Linked DNA regions of Mus musculus: region 1 is linked to region 2. A link is a contact called in public Hi-C data. All regions are on one chromosome and are shown on one strand. Each heading gives the region's core, a stretch centred on a gene start, on an enhancer-like site or on the middle of the called end of the contact. The rest is flanking DNA. Distances are from core to core; before and after follow the strand shown. Region 1 overlaps Gm38477 (a long non-coding RNA gene). Region 2 has its middle 73 kb from the start of Gm32624.

Evidence for each region. Hi-C and Micro-C count contacts between places; a contact is called where the count stands out from the background.
Region 1: a Hi-C map of the 3T3-L1 cell line shows a contact between it and region 2, with 13 times the contacts expected there. The contact joins two enhancer-like sites. A contact is called at or near these places in 1 of 39 promoter capture datasets (the 3T3-L1 cell line) and 7 of 484 Hi-C or Micro-C datasets (the 3T3-L1 cell line, 3T3-L1-derived adipocytes, the HPC-7 cell line and 3 more).

What each region holds. Positions count from the first base shown.
Region 1 is chr16:87,025,958-87,033,253 of GRCm38.p6, reverse strand. All of the region lies in intron 2 of Gm38477 (a long non-coding RNA gene), which reads left to right. Among named protein-coding and RNA genes, the nearest start is that of Gm38477, 20 kb to the left of the region's middle. Within about 2 kb of position 4,338, at least 15 of the 459 cell types and tissues checked have an H3K27ac peak or open chromatin away from gene starts, as enhancers often do.
Region 2 is chr16:86,886,122-86,892,814 of GRCm38.p6, reverse strand. No RefSeq gene overlaps it. Among named protein-coding and RNA genes, the nearest start is that of Gm32624, 73 kb to the right of the region's middle. Within about 2 kb of position 5,019, at least 5 of the 459 cell types and tissues checked have an H3K27ac peak or open chromatin away from gene starts, as enhancers often do.

The DNA.
Region 1 (7,296 bases), core at 3,089-5,588, 140 kb before region 2:
CTAGACAAAACTATCACAGACTTATTAACAGAGGACACAATCTTTATTTCCACAGAGCAAAATCTAGTGATTATTGTTTAGAAGAGGCTAGTGACCAAGCAAGATGTAAATAATGTAGAGAGAAAACTATAAAATTGATATTTTATCAGGTTATTCTAGCTAAATAAGTTTTTTTCCTCTTATTTTGCTTTATGAATCCCAAAATTCTAGTAAAACCAATTGATTTGGTTTGTCAATATATCCATTCCTTATTTAAGGAGGTAAGCATATGATTTTTCCTTAAGATAGTTTAAGTTGCCATGTGTGGAGCTGGTGAGGTATTCATTGTGTAAAGATGCTTGCCTTTGATCTTGATAGGAATCGATCCTTGGGACCAACAACACAGTAGAAGAAGATAATCCACTCACTTGCAATAGGTGTTAGATCTCCACACGTGTACTGCTGCATGCACAGGCACACACATTTACACAAAATGAAATGATGTAAGTGTGTGTGTGTGTGTGTGTGTGTGTGCATGAGTGACATGCATGTACATTTAGAAAATCACAGAGTGGAATATCACTGGGATTCATTTGCTATTAGGTCCATATAGGGTACACGGTCTAAATTTTTAATACTGTATAAAATTTTCAGACATATTTCAAATAAAGCTGGAATTCTGCATTACTTGAAAAAAGAGACTCTATTAACATATTTAATACTTTAGCCTATTTTGCAAACTGTCCTCTGGTATTTCTAATGAGAGATAGGTCTGTACTAGCCTAGAGTAGGGACTTGAGAAGCAGAAAGTTTGGAAATGACCTGGCATAGTGATTATAAAGTTTCTTAGGAGAGAGAAGGGCTGGTGTCCAGAAATCAGTAGCATGTTGCTGAGTTCCTGAACAGGGTATTTCACCCCTGCACAAAGACTGTGGTCTAATTCATCTCAGTGTACCGTGTTTGTCAGCCCTTGTGTTGAGAGTACAGTGACAGCTTGTGTATGTGCATCTGTGACAAGGATAGAGGTTATCCCTGAGGCTGTCTTCAGAGAGTCCAGTGGTGCTAGGGTTGTAGCAATGCAAAGCCAAGCTGGCTGCCTGCCCCTGAGACTATGAAGCGTAACTTTAGCTTGGATAAATTTCTGGTTGGAGAACATGGCATAAGAAAAAGGGTTATGGTTGTATAACAATGATTATCTTTGGTTTCAAAACGTTTACTTACAAAACGATCTTCAGGGCCATGTAATCACTGTGAAATTATAGAGTGTAACTTTCCAATCAAGCTGTATATGATCTTCAAAGCAAAGAAAGGAGTGAAAGCAGTTGACTCAGAGAGCCATGCTTATAGGAAAGAGTGGATTCTAGCAATAGCTTATCTTACTGACTCCAAGTTGACAGTGAAATCACAAAATTTCCATGTGTCCCAGTTTTTCATCTATGCAGTCAGCATAGCAATATGCGTTTGTGGCCCAGAAGGTCCTTTCAATGGAAGACTAAGAAAGTCTTTCTTTAGGCTTTTTATTCTTAAAGAAGAAATAGTTCTAAATGACATAATGGCATCATGGCCTGCAGACTATTTTCTGTTGTTTTCTCTCCCACTTCTATGTGAATTTTGCATCACCTTGCTTTATAACTGGCACTGTGTGTTGTCTCTGGTGCTTAGTACAGAATGTGCCTTGTTAAAATGTTGAATAGTCAAATAACAGTGGCAATAATTATCTGTGGTTGTTCTGCATCAGTGTGTTAGGCAATACGTTTTTAAATGTGTGTTATTTTGTTTATTCCTGAAAGCCATTGCAAAATGTCCTGCAAAGCTAATATTACAGTCTCCAGCTTTGTATATACAATTTTGGTTTTGAGAACCTGGAAAAGCTACTCCTGTGCTATGTAAGCTTTGGATGTAAGACTGAAGCCTACTTCTCTTTGATTCCAAGACCCATGTTTTTGTCTCTCTGGTGTCAATGAATTATATGTAGAAATCTGAATTGCCAGTTGGTAGAATGTAGACTTCAGAGTGGGTCCTAACGCAGTGTGACTGGAATTTTTATAAGAAGGATCATGCCAGAGCATGGCTAGAGAGATGGTGATTTGTTGACCTTGCCCTACATCAGAGCAAACCTACTCTCTGGATACCTTGAGTTGACCACTTGATATCAAATCTCCAGCCTCCACACTTGTGAATAAACTAGTTTCTGTTGTTGTTATCAACCAGTCTGTCATATCATTTTTAAATTATAACTATAGCAAACAAGAAACAACTACCATTATCCTTTCGTTCTCATCAATAGCAAACTCTGGAAACTCTTAATGGATCTGAGGAAAGCTTCAGACTAAAACCAATGCAGTGATTTTGTGTTTCCTCGATGTGACTATCTCTATGACCTTCTTTTCGTCCTTCCTGTCACAGACTATTTCATGGTTAGCAAATACTCACAGTCTTCATCTCCATGGAGCTCGTGGGTCTCTGTCACAATTTTTACTTGATCATGCAATCTAGTTTAGCCAATGAGATGTTAGGAGATAGAAAAGAAGTAGAAATGTGTTTGTGTACTGACTTTATTTCCCTTGACCCTGAACTTCCATCTTAGAAGCAACTCATGGTGAGCTAAACTGAATGCACCCTGTTGTTCCAAGCGGGAGTTTTTCTTGCCTCAGCCAACTGACAGCAGACTCTCAGACCTGATAGGTAACATTTTGTTTCTCTATATTACTGATTTTGAGATGTATATTGTCTTTTTTGTATATTAGCAACATTGTTATTTCAATAGATGATGGAGGCGCTAGCATTTTATTGTCACATCAATTTGCATGTAAATCTGGGTCAGATTGTACAACTATCATTTCCTTCGGTATATTTTGTTTGATTTGGGAAGAATTTCCATGTTGAGTCTCCTCAATATAATGTTTTCCATATCTTGGAGTTTAATTTGAAGATTCATTAAAAAATTTAATGGTTAGAAGACCATTCTAGAGTCACTTTTTAAAGAGAAGCTTGGGCAAAAGAGTAGCTTCCAAAAACCAAGTTAATGGATGTTATATTGTTGTGAGTTGCTAAGCCATTTCAACCATCTAGAATTCAAAGGAGGGATGAAGATAGGAGTTGGAGAGTCTGGAAGGAAGATGAGCCACACCATAGGCAGGCTTCATGCTCTTTGCCCCTTTGGGGGATACCCAAGCATTCGGCATAAGCAGCATAAGTTTATATGCTATGATAATCAGTATCTAACTATTCTAATGTATTCTGACATTCATCATGACTTTTATCATGCCCCCCACCCCCAAATCTATACATTGAAGTTCTAACTGGCAGAACTTTAGAGGGGAAGTTCACATGGATATGCCTAGTGCAGTTAAGGAGAAACTACAATGAGATGGTGGGTCCCATGACCAATATCTTCATAAAAAGGACACTGTGATAAAAAGGGACACATACTTCACGTGAGCATGAATACAGAAGATGGGAAGATCAAAGACAAGATCAATATAACCAATCACCAGAGGCCAGAAGGGAGGCACAGCCTTAGAGAGAAAACAAGCACACACACCTCTGTCTCAGATTACTAGCCCATAGAACGGCATGAAAGTGAATATGAGTTGTTGAGGCTGCATAGTTAGTGGTAATTTAAAACTCGTATGACCATGAAATCCACTGACTTCTGTAACATAGACGCCCCCCCCCCAACCCCCACTTCACAGACACCTCAGACAGATTTTATCGTTGGAAATTCATGTAAAAAAAGTCATTGTATGTAAATTTCATACAGATAGAAAATTAATTTTGTTCCCTACATGAGGAAAAAAACAGGTAATTTTATTATTTTTTTAGGAAAATTAGAAACTCCGAATAAACAGAGAACATTCTCACCTTCAGCTGTGTGCAGCAGTTACAAGAAGCATGGCAACTGTAAACTCTTTTTAAGCCTTGTTGCTATAATTTGTGCAATTCCTCACATGCATGCTGTGCATTCATACTAATGTTTGGTATTAAAATATTGATTGGGAGAAGCAGTGAAGAAGAGATTTAAGTTAAGGGACTCAGTGAAAACAGCTTATGGTGTCAATGATTTCCTGAGAAGAGGCATAGGACCTCATTTTGCTACAGAGTAACACAGGGCTTAGGCGCAAGGAAGGGTACTTCTTGCTTGTCTGGCAAACATTAGATAGGAAGGCTTGTGGCAATGCATCCATCTTGATTTCATTAGAGTTTTCTTCTTTATCTCGAGTAAAAACCGAGTCTACTATTTCAAAAATATTGTTCTTGGCAAACTTCTTTGCATTTTTTAAAATTGATTTAAAACGCTCTCCATGTTTCTGGTAAAGCCAGGGAGCCCTTGTGTCTATATGACACAACTCCAGTTGCCATGGGCAACTGAGTGTTTACTAGAGAAAATATTACCAGTTAATAATAGCCTGGGTGGAAATAATAGTCACTGCTAGGATTTCAGATTTACACACCATCAATTTCCAATTTGCTGAAAAAGGTGCAATTTGCTTTCTAAGCTTGCATGCATGACTTTTTCCAGGCTTCTATGGTCCCTTCCTCAGTACTGCGCACCACAGACCCACACCCACAGGCCCATATGCTTCTAAAGAATGTTCTTCTTGTCTCCAACAATGATTGTGGCAAACTGTTATGTTGGAGATTTGTCATAACTTCAATGATTGGGATAATAAACACATTACATGGTTGCTACTTATTTGCTTTGGTTAATAGCAAAATCACAAAGGCATAGTCCCAAAAAAGTATAATTCGTGCTGCTTCTTAGACTCAGCACTTTGCCAGAATCTTGTTCGCCAAGAGCATACCAATAAGCAGTTTGAGTTATTTTGTGAAAAAGCATGCTTATGCGTAACTAAAATGCCTTTCAAACAGTGCAGCTCTCTCTTCCTGAGTCTTGACTGTTTGTAGACTTATTTATTCACTGTTTTCTAAAATCCATCCATCCATCCATCCATCCATCCATCCATCCATCCATCCATCCATCCATCCATTTGTAGACTTATTTATTCACTGTTTTCTAAAATCCATCCATCCATCCATGCATCCATCCATCCATCCATCCATCCATCTCATCCATCTATCCATTCAACAGATATTTCTCTAGAGAATTACCAACCCAATTCCCAGGAATGCAGACCCTGACACCATGCCTTCTTTTCCTATGCCCAACCTAGCATCAGACTTCTCAGTGATTGCCACAGAGAGCAGTTCACTAGGACAGAGTTCATGACTTGGTATCTGTACCCCGACTCCCTTTGCTTCCTCCCAACCATGCATAGGAGGTTGTGTACAGGCATGGGGAGGGGGTTCCTAGTGCCTAGGCATGTGAGAATATATACCCTGTAACATCATGGAAACAAATAGCACCCTTGAGAGCTTTGGTTCACGCTTCCACCAGAAGATCTGGAGAAACATTCAGCTACCATGGCAACCCATTCAACCACATGTTCCCCAGATTTACAAGGGCAGAAAATTCACTGACTCTATATAGACATGGAATGGTAGAGGCCAGCTGTGGGGAGTGGATCTTTGTTTTTAATCCAGTGCTTAAAAACAGTGTACATGGAAATGTGTGGGTGGGAGAGAAAGGTTAACAGATGAAAAGCAAATTTTTCAGTCTCACACCCAGAGACTTTAATCCAATATTTCCCAAAGCAGAGCTCAGACACCAGAATTTTAATAGACCTTTCAGTCCATCTGAATGATGATCCACCCTAGGCCACATGCAGACCAAGAAAATGAGAGGCCAACATCTCATATTAAATTTGAATGGGCAGCAAAGCCCAGGAAACAAAGAAGCGAGAGACATCAGTTCAAATGATGTTTCTTTTGATTGATGATATGCCTGGTGTAGCAGAAGTGGGCATAGAGTTGTCTCAGGAGAGGTGTTGGATTTACCGAGCCAAAGAAGCCAAAGAAGAAAGTTCAGGAGTCAGAAGTCAAAGAGTTAGAAGCATGGCTCTCTACCTTACTGGTAGAGAGATACCTTAATGAAGGACTTGGCCAGTGTGAAATGTCTTTCACCTCAGCACCTTATCCATGTCTTCAAGAGTCTTCAATAGGAGAGAGAGGACAGTGAATGAAAGGAATATCATTTGGGTTTGTGAAATGATATGCTGAGACCAGGGTGTTTTAAGATTTAATTATTAAAAATATTTTTTAAGACCTATAAGCATTACACCACATTATTTCAGGAATAAGTGCTTGGATGAAGAGGAAAGGAGATAGTCAAAGCTAAGGGTGGTTGATATGGCAGATATTAATTGTGCTCACTGTGGTGGTCATAGAGCCAGGCAGAACATGCAGTAGCCAAATAGGCACTGAATATATTATCCAATGAGAAACTCAGATGCAATAGTAGGGGCTAGAGAACTCGATATAGGAAAGCCGTAGTCTAGATGGGTTTTTGTACAAGAAATAATGGATAGTTGGGTCCTTCTTCTACTAGAGACTTACTTAGCCCTTATCATGTATTTGGGGATAATACTCAGAGGAAATGTTGAATAGGTTGTCTCTTCCCCAGGACCATCAATGGAGTCTTGATATCACCTGGGTCACTCAACAAATCTCTGGGACCAGGTTGTGAAAAATATGTCACTGCTTTCAAAAGTTATGGCATCTTCCTAATCCTCGAAAGACTTGATGCCCCAGGGAAGAGGGATGTCTGGTGGGAGGGTGGAGAGGGGGAGTACCCTCTCTCTGAGGCAAGAGGGAGAGATAATGGGATGAGGGACTGTGGGAGGGGTGACCAGGAGGGGGGACGACAGTTGGAATATAAATAAATAAAATAATAATAAAAAATTATCACATTTTGAAGCTTTTTTGTTGCTGTAAAGATGTAATCTCAATTGGGTGTTTTTATCCTGCCTTTGACCATTCAGTTCCCAGATAAAAGACATAAAACCTTTATATTCATAATAAGCCTTTATCAAAACTAGAGCTGGACAGAAATCTACCCTTTAACTATTAAATTCTACTTCCCTATGGTCCTCCTCAGACCCCAACTCTGGGAACTGAAACTCCACCTATCTCTCTTCTATCTAGCTATAGGTTGTAGACATCTTTATTGATCAACAAGGGATAACTTGGTGGGCAAGGTTACGTAGCATCAATTGGGTCTGTGAAAATCGCCTCATCCAGGGGGCAATCAGAGCCAGAATTTAGAATTACATTATATAGCAACAGATCAAACCTTAACCCTTGTTCATAGTTACTTGCTAAATAAATTATTCTTAGGGTAGTTAGGGTAAAATAAACAGAAAGGGATATTAGGAAATGCATATCTTCTAGAAGTGGGGAAATAAAATGATTGGTTTC
Region 2 (6,693 bases), core at 3,770-6,269:
GAATTGATAGCAACTTCTTGTGATAGCAGTCATTGAACTAAAAAGCTGTCGGTAACCTGTCCTTCTGGGAGCTTCTAGAGACTGAGCTACAAACCAAAGAGTGTGTTGCCCCCTGACACATATGTAGCAGAGGGCTGCCCATCTGGCCTCCGTGGGAGAGGTTGCACTTAATCCTACCGAGACTTGATGCCCCAGGGTTGGAGGATACCTGGAGAGGGGCACCTTCTCAGAGGCAAAGGGAATGAGATTTGGGAGTTGGCGGAAGAATTATGTGAGGGAGGACAGGGAAGGGGCAACATTTGGGATGTAAATAATTAAAATAATTAATTAAAAAAAGAAAAAGCAGTCGAAAATGACTTTGCCTTCTGATTCATTCATCTGTTATTGCACAGGTTTGAGAAACAGTCCAAATTCCTCAGATGGACATAGGTATTTCAGATGCACGCATCCAAGTTACTCTGTGTTTATCTCTACCATGACCTTCATAGTTTCATGACTGTGGGTTCCTGCTCCAACCTAAATATATCATCTTCTCTACAAAGATTGTTTTACTACCATGGATATTGCTACGAGCAAAACAAACAGCTTTCTCATTTAAAAGAAAAGAGCAGGAAAACAAAAGAATCCAAGAAACATTTCAAAGCAGTGAAGAGCTTTTCCAGTGGGCAATCCGATTTCCTTACACCCATCATTTAGCACTTTGTACAGACACATTTAGGGACCTGCTCTTACTGCAAGGCAGTGCAATCCATTGGCTTGTTTGCTGCGTGGACAGTGTTGATGCTCTTTGGAATTACTGTGAGGCTGAGGCTGCTGAACTGGGAGAAGCCAATCTGCGAAGTAAAACTAGGACCGCAAGGCTGTGTGATCACTTTGGCCAAATGGAAGCAAGCAGCAAGCGGACGAATATGAACTGGATTTAGAATTCATTCAATCTAAGAAAAAGACACATTGGAAGTTCTTTACTTTTTCTGGGCTAGTCTATTTAATAGATGTTTAGTCAAACTGACTATCCTAGCAAAAATTCAGCAAATATACTAGGCTTTATACTGCCTCTATGGAGGTGAGATATAAGTTTCATCTCTGCAAGCTAAAGATTCCTTTCTCTTTCTTTCTTCCTCTCTCTCTCCCTCCCCCTCCCTGTCTCTCTGTCTGTCTGTCTCTGTGTGTGTATGTGGAGTCATGGTGCATAACTCTAATTTGATATCCTAGACAAAATCAGAATACTCAGCTGTCTGCAGGTTGGTTGTTTCCTAGAAGTCAAAATCAATTGTTTACAAAGCAGTATATACTAGATCAGACAACTGCTCCTTCTTAAAATATGTAGAAGTAATAATGCCAATTATTAGGAGCAAATTGTTCCTCCTTTTTTCATAAACCAATATAAATACTTTTTTGATATTTTACTTTGACAAAAATTCAAAAATATGGCATGAATTAGTATCCAAACAAATTATAATTACAGATACTGGAGATTGTTTTCTTCTGTTTCCTGTTTTTTTCTTTTCTCATTTTATGAACCTAGGGTTATTACTTAGTTATACAGAAAAACATCTAAAAGTTAATTAATATTCCACATGAGCTGGATGGAGTTCTACGTTGCAAAATTTATTAGAATCACTTTTCCCCAGATACCAAAATTAGTGGAGTTCCCATGTTGTAAAAAGCTTTCCTCATCTACCAACCTGTCCACCACCCGCTTCCTCGGCACACATTGTTTTTGTCTGTTTTGTAAACTAGCTTATTTTAGAACCAGGTTTAGAAATTTAATATTAAGACCATATGAACTAGGGAAGTCTCCTCCAGAAAACATGAAAAACATGCTAAGATTAAAAAGCACAGAGAATGGGGGTGAGTGTATCATTGGGGAAAAGCACGCATGGAGAAGAGAAGCAGTTGCTGCCTTTGTACCCTCACTCAGATGCTCTTGGGGGATTAGAAACAGTCAGATCCTCAGATTCTCTTGGGGGATTAGAAACAGTCAGATCCTCAGAGTTTCACCCCAGCTTCACGTGTGGACCTACCAATTACGCATGGTAATGAGATGAACTCACTTACAGTACTATTATTGACTTCTTTTGTGATTGGGTTACCTCACCCAGGATGATATCCTCCAGATTCATCCATTTGTCCAAGAATTTCATAAATCCATTCTTTTTAATAGCTGAGTAGTACTCCATTGTATAAATGCACCACATTTTCTGTATCCATTCTTCTGTTGAGGGACATCTGGGTTCTTTCCAGCTTCTGGCTATTATAAATAAGGCTGCTATGAACATAGTGGAGCATGTATTCTTATTACCAGTTGGAAGAGGGAAGACCAAATGGGTGGATACTTCATTCCTCCTTAGAATAGGGAACAAAATACTCATGAAAGGAGTTACAGAAACAATGTTTGGAGCTAAGACTAAAGGATGAACTATCCAGAGACTGCCCCACCCAGGGATCCATCCCATAATCAACCACCAAACCCAGACACTATTGCATATGCCAGAAAGATTTTGCTGAAGGGACCCTGTTATAGCTTTCTCGTATGAGGCTATGCCAGTGCCTGGCAAATACAGAAGTGGATGCTCACAGTCATCTTATAAGATGAAACACAGGGCCCCCAATGGAGAAGCTAGAGAAAGCACCCAAGGAGCTGAACAGGTCTGCAACCCTATAGGTGGAACAATAATATGAACTAACCAGTACCCCAGAGCTCGCATCTCTAGCTGCATATGTAGCAGAAGATGGCCTAGTCAACCGTCACTGAGAAGAGAGGCCCCTTGGTATTGCAAACTTTATATGCCCCAGTACAGGGTAATGTCAGGGCCAAGAAGTGGGAGCGGGTGGGTAGGGGAGCAGGGCAGAGGGAGGGAATAGGGAATTTTGGGGATAGCATTTGAAATGTTTATAAAGAAAATATCTAATAAAAAACAATACTATTACTGAAATGTGTCAAACAATAAAACCCCTGATGATCACTATAACACAACAACTGTTTGACAGAAAGGACAGCAGCATATGGTACAATAGTGAAGCACCCACAGGAACCCTATAAAAGAGGTTCATTTGCAAGTGAACACTTCCCTTCTTTCCTCTCTCCTTCCAGACATTTGCCCCCCCCTTTTATGCAACATAAAATATCACTAGTTTTAGACTGATTTGATTTGATAGTTCAACACTAGTGACTGAGAACTTATCAGTGGAACCACAAGCAACTTTAAGCTAGTGATGAAGATTTTTTTCATTCTCTTCTCCCTTGGTTAGAACCCAATCCCATGATGGGTTCATGAAAACAATTGAGTAAATACATAGATTCATGCATTTGTCTACCACAATGATTCTCAGATGTCAAAGGAATAGCCTAAATCTGGAAAAGATGGGATGGATGGAGGCGTGACACCAGCAATGGTCCCTCCATAGATTTCCATATTACTGGCCTTTGCTTCTGTCATCCTGCAGACACTGATGCCCTGGTAGCTGTGTGCTCACTCCAGAGCTTTGCCTCTGCTGCTCTGCTGTATAATTCTCCCAAATCGTGATGAGATTACCAGCCTCGGTAATATTTCCTCACTGCACTGTAATTGCTATTTAATGTAACTCCTTCCTTTTCAAAGGACTTTAACATTGAATACTTATTTTCTTTTTATCTGGCCAAGATTTCTTTCCATTACTCTTAGCTTTATTGTCTTTAGAAAATCCTTTAAACTCTCTGATGGAGCAGTAGGGGAAATGAGGCAAGGAGTTAAGAATATAGCACTAGAAATCAGGCCAAAGTTAATGCCTACACTATTTCTTCCGAGTGAATATCTGATTTTATAGCTTTAGTCAGAGTGTATGTCATACAGTTAGCTGTGATTGATTGGAAAGGAGTTGGAAAGCTTCATTTTTCTTTCAAAAAGGGGGGGGGGCACTTGGGAAGTGGCTCTCAGTGGCAACTGGAGTGTCACAGGGGTGAGAAGTGCCTTTCCTGGGCACTCATGGGCTCTTGAGTGCTTCTTTGGAACACCAGTCCCCCGAATCTGATGGTCATGCATGCTCACAGATGGTTCTGAATGTCGGAGAACAGTTGGAGGAGGAGGTGGACAGAGCAAGGTCAGGGACAAGTCTATGACTGAGAAGAATGTTGTGATGCCAGATAGTCTCAAAGGACACAAAGCACATGAGCTCTCACAGGCATGCTGAACTCTTGACCGATGCCATGACATGCATTTTACCATCAATCATGATGTACAATATATGCAACGTGTCAGATGTGTACTTGCTTGCTTCCTGGCATTGATATACATGTGGGGAATGCAGAGTTCTTTTGTCTGCACACAAGTGAAGGACAAACATATTCTTTCCACATAACAGAGATGAACTTTAGAATTTTTAACATAGGTCCTGTAAACCGAGCTGCCATCATAGAGGACCCAATTCGTCAAGAATACTTCAAAAAAAAAGTCTGATCACTCACCCTGGTGATTTCTTTCTCCTGCGAGGAGCCCTTGGCAATCTTTGTCTTAGCAACTGATTTTCTTTCGTAGTGACCACCTTGATTCAGAAATCCAGAATTTCTAAATGATATCTATCCCTGTGGTAGCACATAGCTTGTGCCTCTCTGTTCTCATTCTGTCTGCTTCCTACAGAAGACACCAGACAGCAAGACATCATTCTATAAAACAACTTTGCATAATTGTTGGAGGTTATTAAGTCATCCATCAGAGCGGGCTTATGTCCTCCTATGGAATAATCGTTTTCACACTCCTATGAAATCATAGCTCTGAACACCAGACAAGGGCGTTAATTTATTTCTTTGGATCCCCTACCCTAGCTGTCAGCATTTTCACGTTAAAGCGACAGTATCACCCTTAGGAGACCATGTCCTCCTAGAAAAGGCAGGGGCACTCTGACACTGCTCCACCACCCTACTCTCATAACCACTTTCCCAGAAAAGATGAAACATAAATCTGAAACCTATAAATGGGTTAAAAGGCCACCATCCCAGGACTGAAGTAACTTTAACCTAGGTCATGCTTGAGCAATTCAGCCACGAACAGTTGGCAGCAAGAATCTTTCCTGAGTTACTCCCTGGGTGGGAAAAATTCAAGTCAGTTCAGAGCAAGTTTGAAGAAAAGAAAAGAAAAAAAAATGGTTTTGTTTTTCTAACATTTTCAAAGAATTAAGTTGGCGAAAGGTGCTAGGTTTAAAGCTCTTAAAAATTATTTTCTCAAGAGCATATGTTTGGATTCAAGGATGGCAAAAGCGATGACCTCTTGCAGCCTTAAATTGCTAGCCATCAGAGAAGACTGGCGCTCAGGTTTCTGTTGAAACTACAGAGTGTAACCCAAGGCGGCTCTGCAGATGACTTACAAAATGGAAATGGAGCCAATAAGTGAAATTCTCACCGATGTTATCATAACCTCGTTGATTCTCCTTGTGTCTCCCTTCTTCCCTGTGTTATCCGCTGCTTCTGTTCCATCCCCATCCCATAGTATCAACTCCGACTTTCTCTTCTGGAAACATTGACCATAACTAGACATGACAATTATGGAGTTTATAGGTATTGCATTGTACCCTCCAATAGTTCCTGTGTACATAGGACCTCGTAAAGAGGGAACAGAAGCACTGTGTATGACATCATATATGACATCATTCCTAATTATTTGGATCTCAGATTGTTTCGATTTCTTTTCACTGATTCCTTACTTTAAGTCAGTTTACCATAATGTTTTCATATATTCCACGTAGATAGGAACTCAATCATTTAGTTCAATGGCATTAAATAGTACAGCTTATTTGAGACTGGCCAGTAACTGTGACGAAAATGCATGGTTGGTAGTAAAACCAGCCATCAGGATGTGGAGGACCACAGTGGAAGTGTCATTTCAATCCTCTTACTGGGATTATTCATAGGGATGGACCTTCCTCTAAATTTTAGAAAAAAATAGTAATTGTTATCATCAAGGTAATTCCTGAACAAAAACACCTTAGGTAAGACTCATTAATATTTCTCAGTTTTTCATTTTTAAAATAATTGCTGTTCATAGTTTAAAATAAGAGTCTTTGAATCTCAGTCAATTTTAATCAAATGGGTTTTGAACTTAAATTTTTATTATGTGCTTTTAAAATTTCAAGCTTGGAATGGAGTAAGTATTCACAGACATTTGCAGAGTACATAATTGAAAAAATTTAAAAAGGAAAAGCTGAAGAACAAACCCGCAAGCAATTATTGGCTAATTATGGTGGTAACTGGCCAGGGAGTGAATGCGCCTTAAAAACAGTTTGTCTCATTGTGTGGAATTAATTGTAAACAATTTCTAACCAAACACTGATGTTTGACTAAGGGTTAAAGGGCTAATCAGAACCAAAGTGAGGGCATGAGTAACATCCCATGCCCTCTGACTTATGGGGCTTTTTGTTGATGGGAAGAACTCTGGTTGCTTTATCCTGTGATAGACCTCTTTAAAAAGATGTTCGACACCTCAGGGCCCCATCTGAAAGTCTTTCAGGTCTTTCTCCCCCCCCCCCCCCATGTTGGCTTGTGTTTCATGTATTGTGTTCGACATGATTTCTGCTCTCTTCCTAGATGGATCTCTTATGATGTAGTAGATGGCTACGCTGTCTCAGATCTCTCTCACTGGGGCCATCAATTTGAAGCCATATGGCAGAGTCTGCTTTCTGTTAGACCTCTTCTTGGTCATTTTATATTCCAGCTTTTAATGA